2 separate regions of the Danio rerio genome follow, and region 2 is linked to region 1. A link is a contact called in public Micro-C data. All regions are on one chromosome and are shown on one strand. The core of a region is the stretch at or near the end of the contact, and the rest is flanking DNA. Distances in the headings are between cores, read along the strand shown.

Region 1 (4,881 bases), core at 1,140-3,639:
GATGAGAGTATAGCTCCTAGGCATATCAGCCTAGAAAATAGCAACTTCACATTTTCAGTCAGTCTTAGTACAAAATTATACTACAGAAGAGTCAGATTGTTTTGGAGTGAGATGCTAATGGTCTAATCTGATTCAATGATCTATATTAAGCTAAGCTAAAAGTACTCCTGCTAGATAAAGAGAATGATGGATTTAAACATGTGGAAAACTTAACTGTATAACATTAGGCGAGTTGTAAAATGAGGAAAAAGGTGTAGCTTTCCTTTAACAACATCTAAAACACACAAAGCAATGCAGAGAACTTACTTTGCTACTCCAGGAGACGGAGCTTGGGTATTACTCAATGAATTCTGGGAGGGGAAAAAAGAAGATCATTTTCACTTGGAAAATCTCATTTTAAAAATCACATTTCTCCTTTGACAAACATAAACAAAAGTTAAACAAAAGTTATATATATATATATACACACACACACACACACACCCACACAAACACACACACACACATACACACACATATTACACTCACTGGCCACTTTATTAGATTAGCTGAGAACAGGAAACTAAGGCTACAATTCACAAAGGCTCACCAAAATTGGATAATAGAAGATCAGAGAAATGTTGCTGCTCTGATGAGTCTCCATTTCTGCTGCCACATTTGGATGGTCAGGTCAGAATTTGCCATCAACAACATTAAAGGATGGATCCATACTGCATTGTATCAACAGTTCAGGCTGGTGGTGGTGTAATGGTGTGGGGGAGATTTTTTTTGGCACACTTTGGGCCCATTAGTACCCACTGAACATGGTGTCTACGCCACAGCCTACCCGAGTACTGTTACTGACCATGTCCATGCCTTTATGACCACAGTGTACTCATCTTTTGATGGCTACTTCAAGCAGGATAACAGACCATGCCACAAAGCCCGAAACATTTCAGACTGGTTTCTTGAACATGACGATGAGTTCACTGTACTCAAATGGCCTCCACAGTCACCAGATCTCAATTCAAAAAGAGCACCTTTGGATTGTGGTGGAATGGGAGATTCACATCATGGATGTGCAGCCGAAAAATCTGCAGCAGCTGTGTGATGCTGTCATGTCAACATCGAGCAAAATCTCTAAGGAATATTTCCTGTAGCTTGCTGAATCTATGCCATGAAGGATTAAGGCAGTTCTGAAGGCAAAAGGGGGTCCAACCTGGTACTAGTAAGGTGTACCTAATAAAGTGGCCGGAGTGTATTTTTTTTATAATAGACTTCTTAGAAATAGACTACAGTTAAAAAAAAGTCTGGGTCAGTAAGATCTTTCTTATTTAAGAAAAAAACCAAGAGACTTTCAAGTCAAATAATTGTTGTTTTCTTGTTATTTGTAATAATCATGATAGTTTTTTTTCTTTGAATATTTCCAAAGACATTGAGAAAGAAAAAACTGTGATAAGTAGTAAACCCTAACCATCAGAATATAATCTTTAAAACGGATTTCCTTTTCTAATGCAATAGAAAAACACATTGTGAATCATTACACTAATAAAAAAAAAAGTCATTGTAATTAAAAAAAACATTTTACATGGAAAAAAAAGTTTTAAATAATCTTACAGACCCCAAACCTTTAAATAGTGGCAGACACTAATAGTTACAGCACCCTATTATAATCATTTTAAAAGCAAAATAATGTTACCTTCAAGTGTTCAGTGAGTGTTTTAGAGTATTTCAGTGCACTTTCTTTCCGCAGCTTGAAAAGCCTCAAATACAGGAGCGCTTGACATCGAAGACTGCAGAGACAGAGATTATAACATCAGTTTTAACAAAACCCTGCACACACATCGGGTAACAGCTTCATCTCCATTTACTTCATTGCTCAAATTAGAATCAAATATCAAACATTCATGAAATATCTTTAAAGGCATGAATGATGATGACTGAGCAAAACATTTCAATGATCTCCTGCATAGCGTTTCATCTCCCTGAGAAACTCTGCATAACTTCGCAAGACTTATGCATTCCTCGTAACAAAACCGATGTAAATAATGAGGCGGGAGGATGAAATACATGACATTTTTCTTCTTTCTTGTGGGAAAAGCAATACTTCTGCGAGCGAATGTAGAGTATCCAGAGTGAAACGCAACTCTTCAGCGAGCGAGCCTTAAATTCTCTTGGTGAACATATTACCGTAATCAATCTTAACGTTTTCTTTTGTTGTTGTTGTGGTGAACGGCAATGCTATTGCAAAAATGAACGTCAAGTTTCCCAGAAAATGCTTTCTTTTCTGAGAAAACAATCTGTGTGAGAGGAATGCAGTATTTCAGTGAGAGAATACAGCACTTCTTTAATGCATATTTGTCATTTTTTACAATTCCCGTCCTCTTGAGGGCGCTGTTTTGTTTTGTTAAAAGGGGGTGAGTCATGTTCGAAGAGTTAATGGCTGTTAGTGAAGTATTAGGTAACGTTTCAATACTGTATACTTTACAATAATGTTCCTAATATTATTAACGAATGCTTTGTTAATGACAAATCATGTCAGTAAAGGGTTAACAAGCTGATGTTTCGATGTAATGCACATCAATTCTGTCCTCCTTTGTCCCTGACGTAAATCAGGAACTATGAACTTATAAGCTCTAGCAATTAGTATACGAGTGGGTAACATGAACAAAGGTTTGTGTAGTTCTGAACCTGATTTACCTGATGCTGTTAACTAACATTGTAAGTTATGAACAAGGATTCAGTTTTGCTGAATAAATGTGTTGTTTATTACTAGGTCAAGTTATACACTAACATATTTGTTAATAGATTATATGAGTAAGTAAACATTACCTAATTAAGCTGTTCATGTAAAGAGATATAAATATAATATAAAAATATATAACATTAAGTTACAAGCAAATGGCAAATGGTTATAATATAAAATAAAATATAAAAAAACAAAATAGAACAAAAATAATTAAAATATAAAATAAAATTAAATATAAAATGAAACATAAAAATATTAAATAAAGTATAATAATATACATAAATATCAAGATAAATATAATATAAAATAAAATTATTTAAAACTAATAATACCAAAATAAAATTATAAAAAATTAATATATAAATAAATAAATTGAAAAAAATAAATATAAAACAAAAAATTTAATATAAAAATATATAAAATATTACACAATATAATACATAAATATAAATATAAAGAAAAATATAATATAAAATGTATTATATAAAATTACAAACAAAAATTTATAATATAAAATTAAATAAAAAACAACAAGTATAAAAATAAACGAATATAAAAAACTAAATATAAAATATAATAAAATACATAAATATAAAATAAAAAAAATTATAAAACAAAATAACAAATATTATATAATGTAAAATAAAAAATAAAATAAAAAAATACATAAAACATAAAATAAAATACACATAAAACAAAATAAATACATTTATTAAATTAAATCTAAAATAAAAAATAACATAAAATATAAAAAATATTAAATATTACATAATATAAAATACATAAACACAAATGTAAAGATAAATATAATATAAAAATATTTAATATAAAATTAAAAACAACAACAACATTTTTAAAAAGTATATAATAATTAATAAAATAGAAAAAAAATATATAAACTATAGAAAAATAAAATGAATAAATAAATAAATTTATTTAAGAACCCTTCTCAGTACAATACACACAAGTAGCAGGAAAATGCTGCATGTGCTCAATAAATGCAGCCCCAACATTGACAACAACACAAAAACACTTCGCTGGACACTCAGCATTAGGGCAAAAGCTAGTCCTGTTGTAAATCATAACACTGTTGACCTAAAGTGTAAAGTGTAAAGTTTCTGCTTCATACCATAGCACTGCTAGCCTTTTGTCTTGAGAAGTTGCATCTGGTGCCATGTAGCTCTTTAGCTTCATAGTGTACCTAAAAAAAAACACACACACACACACACATCTGTGAGCAAACTCTACTGAAGCAGCATACAGAAAATGCATTTCAGCTACTCTGAAGTCTTACTTGATGAGCTCCACGGTTTCTGCATACATGGGAAAGGGGGATTTGGCCTCCTGGGCGTTTTTCTCCAGGGCATTTCCACACTCGATGAAAGACACCACGGCGTCCAGGTAATACACCGCCTTCTCAAATCTGTCCATCTGCAGAAAACACCACAAAAAAGATCAATTTCAATAGCAAACATGTAATAAATTATGTTTTTTGACATACATGAGGATTCAAAACAAGACTGGAAAACGATCAAATGTGACCCCCAAAACTAGTTTTAAGTGGCTGTTTTAAATAAATTAATTAATTATTTTAAATAAATAAATATGTGAATGGAATGAACTCATTTTTTTTATTGTTGTTTGGTTTGATGGGACAAAATTTAGTTGAGATACAACATATTATGAGGAATCTGAGGGTTAAAAAAATAAAAATTTAAATATTGAGAAAATGCTCACATATTTATAATATTTTTCTACTTTTGCAAGATACTTGCATTCAGATTAAAATGCAATAACTAGGTTATTATGTTAACTAGGCAGAGATCATTATTTGGCAACTTATTAGAAATCCACACAATCTAAAAAATACATATTTCTTAATATACATTAATGAATTTTTATAATATATTAATTTATAATATTAAATAATAATATTGACCTTAAAATAAGAATAAACTAGAGAATAAAATAAATTAAGAATAAAAACTTTTATTATTATAAATATAATAATTTAATAATTATTTTTTAAATTTCTTAATAATAAAAATATTGACCTTAAAATAAAACTATACTTTTATTCCAAGACTAAAAGAAACAAAACTTGCACAACAAATAACAAATATTAAAGAAAAAACAGAGTATATATGTATATG
Region 2 (4,881 bases), core at 1,294-3,793, 130 kb before region 1:
AAGGAAAGTCCATGGATGGCCTGCGATGTGCTCATAAATTAACTGAAAGAAAAAACAAACAAACACAAAACAGGAAAATGAGTATCAACGGAAAAATGAGGAACAAAAAAAGGTGGAAACATGCAAATGAACACATGAATATGATCATAAAAGCACTGAGAAATACAGAAATACAAGCATGCTGTCATATTGGGATGAAAACTAAACATTCACTGAAAATTACTGCAGGAATTTTGAGTCATATTGTCCAGAACTGAAGCATCCGCCGAGTCTATAATGCAGCTGAAGGGTCAGTTCACACAACAATGAACATTTCCTCACCATTTACCTACACTCAAGTGGCTCTAAATGAATTCGTTTCTTTCTTCTGTTGAACACAAAACAATATTTTTTGAAGAATGTTGGAAAATACAGCCACTGACTTTCATTGTATGAACAAAAAATACAACAGAAGTCAATGGTTACCGGTTTTCAACATGTTTCAAAATATCTTCTTTGGTGTTTAACAGACAAAACAAACACAAACAGGTTTGTAATGATGAGTAAATGATGACAGAAGTTTTATTTTTGTGTGTACGATCACTTTAAGGTCAATATCTGGCAGTTTGTTCAGCTTAAAGGCGCAGTATGTAGTTTTGGCCACTGGGGGGGGCGTATTCACAACAAACAAAGGTGTATTTTTAATGTGTGTGAATTCATGGGAGTTGTGGTCTTTATCATCTGTGTGAAGTATTTAACACTTACACCATGATATTATGAAGCAGAGTAAGACTGAAGTAATTCCCTTTAATTACCAAGTTAATGGTTACCGGTTTTCAACATTTTTCAAAATATCTTCTTTAGTGTTTAACAGACAAAACAAACACAAACAGGTTTGTAATGATGAGTAAATGATGACAGAATTTTTTTTTGTGTGTGTACGATCACTTTAAGGTCAATATCTGGCAGTTTGCTAAGCTTAAAGGCGCAGTATGTAGTTTTGGCCACTAGGGGGGGCGTATTCACAACAAACAAAGATGTATTTTGAGGAGTGTGGATTCATGGGAGTTGTGGTCTTCATCATCCTACACAACTCTAGCAGAAATCATGTAGATGGATGAGTAAAATATTTAACACTTATAGAGTGGATGAGGACGGCAATTTGTATGCAAAAACCCAGAAGCAAGTTAGCATTTTAGCAGTTGCGGTTCCCGTGACCTAAAGCCAATGTTTTTTTTTTTTTTTTTTTTTAATGGGATTTTGGTTAAATTGCTTAAGTAAGGTTTGTGGTAACCACAAACTCAAGATACTTTCACATTTTATTCTAAAAGATAAAACACATCAGTTACATCAAACACACTCCTCGTTTTTAAAAATCAATTACGCTTCTATATAAAAGACAGTTGCTATCAAATTGCTAAATGGGACTGCAGGCGATGTCAAATTGATGACAACATTTTTATTTTTGTGTGTACTATCATTTTAAGGCTGATAGCTGGCAGTTTATTTAGCTTAAAGGCACAGTATGTAGTTTTGGCCACTAGGGGGCGCGTATTCACAACAAACAAACGTGTATTTTGCTGAGTGTGGATTTATGGGATCATTCTACAGATTCCAGCAGAAATCATGTTGATAAATGAGTAAAAAATTCAACACTTATAATCATGGTAACATGAAGTAAGATAACCGTGAAGAAAAACACTGAAGTATTTCCATGTTTTCTAGAAAACCACAGTGAATATTGAGGGTGTGTGACGTCATTAGCATGAACACACAGCACACAGTCCATAACACTTTAAACGTGATTATTTCTCTGGATTCGATCTTTCTTTTAAACATTTGGGATAATATAAGCGAATAAATCAGCAAAATAACATTGTTCTATAGACTTTTAGATGTTTGAATGATAAAAATGTACATATTGTGTCTTAAAAATGATAAAGGTGTTTTCAAAATGACTTAAAGAGTTTGTTTAACACTTGTTAAAAGTGAGATTTCTCTGGATTTGGTCATTCTTTGAATCATTTGGGATAATATAAGTACATAAATCAGCTAAATACAAACGGTTCTAGTGATTTTTAGGTATTTGGATGAAAAATCCGTACACATTGTGCCTTTACATCCTGTATCCCTTTACTGGGATAACATAAGTGAATAAATCAGCCAAATAACACTGTTCTAGTGGTTTGAATGACAAAAACACTTGCCTTTAACTCAGATTGTGATAAAGGTATTTTAAAATTCAATCAAAGAATTAGTTTAACACTTGTTAAAAGTGATTATTTCTCTGGATTTGATCATTCCTTAAAACATTTGGGATGAATAAATCAGCAATAACACATTGTGTTCTAGTGTTTTTTCAGAGGCATCAATGACAAAAACGTACACATTGTGCCTTTAAAATTAGTTTGTGATATAGATAATTAAAAATATATCACAATCAGAGGATTTGTTTTATATTCTGACCGAGTGTTAGTTGTTTTGAGTCGAATATGATCAGCTTTCCTTCAGATGCTGGACCGCGTCAGGTTTAAACCACAAAATGGACGCCGTGTAAACATGCGAGTAACCACAAGATGGCGCCCATGAAGCACAGGCCTGACAGCAGAACGAGCTCAAAACCTCAACCTGCTGTTTTGTGGTAAAAATAAACGATGTTTAGGAAAAAGACTAACACCCTATGCTAATGAGGAAGAGATGGTCACTATTGGGTGGGACTTTCCCCCTCTGATGACACGTACAAAGGGAGAATGACATTCAAAGCGTTTCTGCAGACTGTTTTTATCAAGTCTGATTATAAACAATAGAATTAATACACTCTACATTAAAGAAAAAGAGGAATAAGAAGACAAGCGAACTCACTTTTTCTTGTCCTTGTCCTTCTTGAGGGGCTGTGAGAGCGAGAGGGTCTCGGCGGCCACTTTCCTCCTATTGAAAGCGTTCATCTCCTCCTCCAGCTCGCGTCTCTTCTCCTCCACTTTCCTCTTCTCCTCCTGGTGCATTCGCTTCAGCTGCTCGAACTTCTCATGTAACTGAGCAGATTACAGATATTTATTGATTTATTTGTCATGGACATCACAAGTACACTGGACAAGCCAACACTGAACGTAAAAAAAAAATCATCATTTGATTTGTTTTAAGGTGGTCGCAAATAATTTACATGGGCTGAATTTAATTGAACAAACAAATTAGATTGAACATTACTAATTAAATTTGTTTTCATAAATTGTTTATAAATTGCCCACATAAATTGTTTGCAACCATATTCATTAATTTTCCTCCAGCTTAGTTTCTTATTTATTAGAGGTCAACTAACAGTCAACTAGCATATGTTTTACGCAGCGGATGCCCTTTCAGCTGCAACCCAGTACTGGGAAACACCCATACACTGTCGCATTCACACATTTTATACTCTTGTATATTTTACTTTGATTTGTTTCTGGTACAAAAAAAATCTTAAATAAAGAAGAAAAATTATTATCTTGTTGAAGATAATAAAGCGAGTTTTTCCTCTAAACAAGCTAAATGATCTGCTAATGGGGTGAGCATCTGACATCAAGACTAAAAACAAGAGTTTTTTTGCATAAATAATAGAAATATACAATTTAGAAAAGCAATAGAAAGGCTTTTTTTGCAGTGTACATACACACTTGACGATTTGTATTAAAACTAAGTGGGAGAAAGAAGGGGAGAAGGGTATAGCAGAAGAGGATTGGACAATAATATGGAGGAATCAATGCAAATGCTCGCAGAATTGGAGGGAGATTGGTTGGAAGAGTTTAACATGGTATTTTTATCACACCTTCCCACAAATCACACCATGCTGGTCAGTGGCAGTTCTAGTTTCTGATTAGCACAGGCTTTGCATACAGGTTGAGGTTGAAAATGAAATCGAAAATGAAAATTGAAATGAAAAAGTGTCAATAAAAGGAAAGCTTAAATTTACATTTTAATTTGAATTGTGTCACTATTATAGCGTGAATATTAATAACACGCTTTGTAAAAATTGTGTTGCATTTTATTTTTCAGTTTGGCTTTTTATTTTAATATTGGCAGTCTTGACGTGGAAATGCAGTGAAAATGTAATGTTAAATCGGCAACTTCATTTTAATTATCAATTTGACAGGGACGATGTGTTGTCAAAGTGAAAATGAAAAAAAATTAAATAATTTCATTTTGTTTTCAACTTTGGCCGATATTTTGCGAACAGTGTTTTAAAATAAAATTGTTAATCTGATTTTAATTTTAATTTCCATTTTTTATTTGATTTATTTAAAGTTGGCAGGATTTACCTTCCATACAAAATGCTATATAGGAATCGTATGCTGAAGATGCAGGACTGACCTCTCTCTCCTTCTCCTTCAGCTCGGCCTCCGTCTCCTTCACTTTATTGACGAACATCTGCCTCATCTCCTCCTCCTTCTTCTGCAGGTCTCCGAGAAACTCCTTCCTCTTGGCTTCATACGTCTCCTGCAGACTGTAGCGAACACACGTCTAACGTTTTTAAACACGTTTTCATTAAGATGCACATTTTATAAAGGATTTAAATACATACTTCATCCATCAATCAAAAAGATGTTCACATATTTTATCTTTTCGCATTTTCCAGGTGCAAAAACATCTCAATTTTCAGAATGCTGCAAGCACACTGCGAGTCATGTGACTAGAACTAAGGGTGCTTATTTAGTTAGGCTGAATCGCACTAGAGTTCGTTTTCCCTTTTGGTGCGGTTCGTTTGGGCAGGTGAGAATGCAGCGATCGTACTCGAGTGCGCACCAAAAGCGGACCAAATAAGCGTACCGAGACCTGCTTGAAGAGGTGGTCTCGGTACGCTTTCAAACGAACCCTGGAGCGGTTCGTTTGTGGTGACAATATGATCCGTACTAAAACAGGTCCAACAGC

The links. Hi-C and Micro-C count contacts between places; a contact is called where the count stands out from the background.
Region 2: a Micro-C map of caudal fin shows a contact between it and region 1, with 6 times the contacts expected there. The contact joins two enhancer-like sites. A contact is called at or near these places in 3 of 18 Hi-C or Micro-C datasets (caudal fin, hematopoietic stem cells and an unstated tissue).

What each region holds. Positions count from the first base shown.
Region 1 is chr21:46,985,844-46,990,724 of GRCz12tu, reverse strand. aff4 (AF4/FMR2 family, member 4) reads right to left here. Exons shown (of 20, transcript XM_679235.12): 15 at 4,023-4,159; 16 at 3,858-3,929; 17 at 1,679-1,772; 18 at 307-350. Among named protein-coding and RNA genes, the nearest start is that of shroom1, 12 kb to the left of the region's middle. Within about 2 kb of position 2,389, at least 3 of the 62 cell types and tissues checked have an H3K27ac peak or open chromatin away from gene starts, as enhancers often do. A contact at or near this core is called in caudal fin, where this site is marked.
Region 2 is chr21:47,116,408-47,121,288 of GRCz12tu, reverse strand. septin8a (septin 8a) reads right to left here. Exons shown (of 10, transcript NM_001115117.1): 8 at 4,324-4,456; 9 at 2,842-3,011; 10 at 1-42. The coding sequence ends at 39. Among named protein-coding and RNA genes, the nearest start is that of ccni2, 26 kb to the left of the region's middle. Within about 2 kb of position 2,543, at least 8 of the 62 cell types and tissues checked have an H3K27ac peak or open chromatin away from gene starts, as enhancers often do. A contact at or near this core is called in caudal fin, where this site is marked.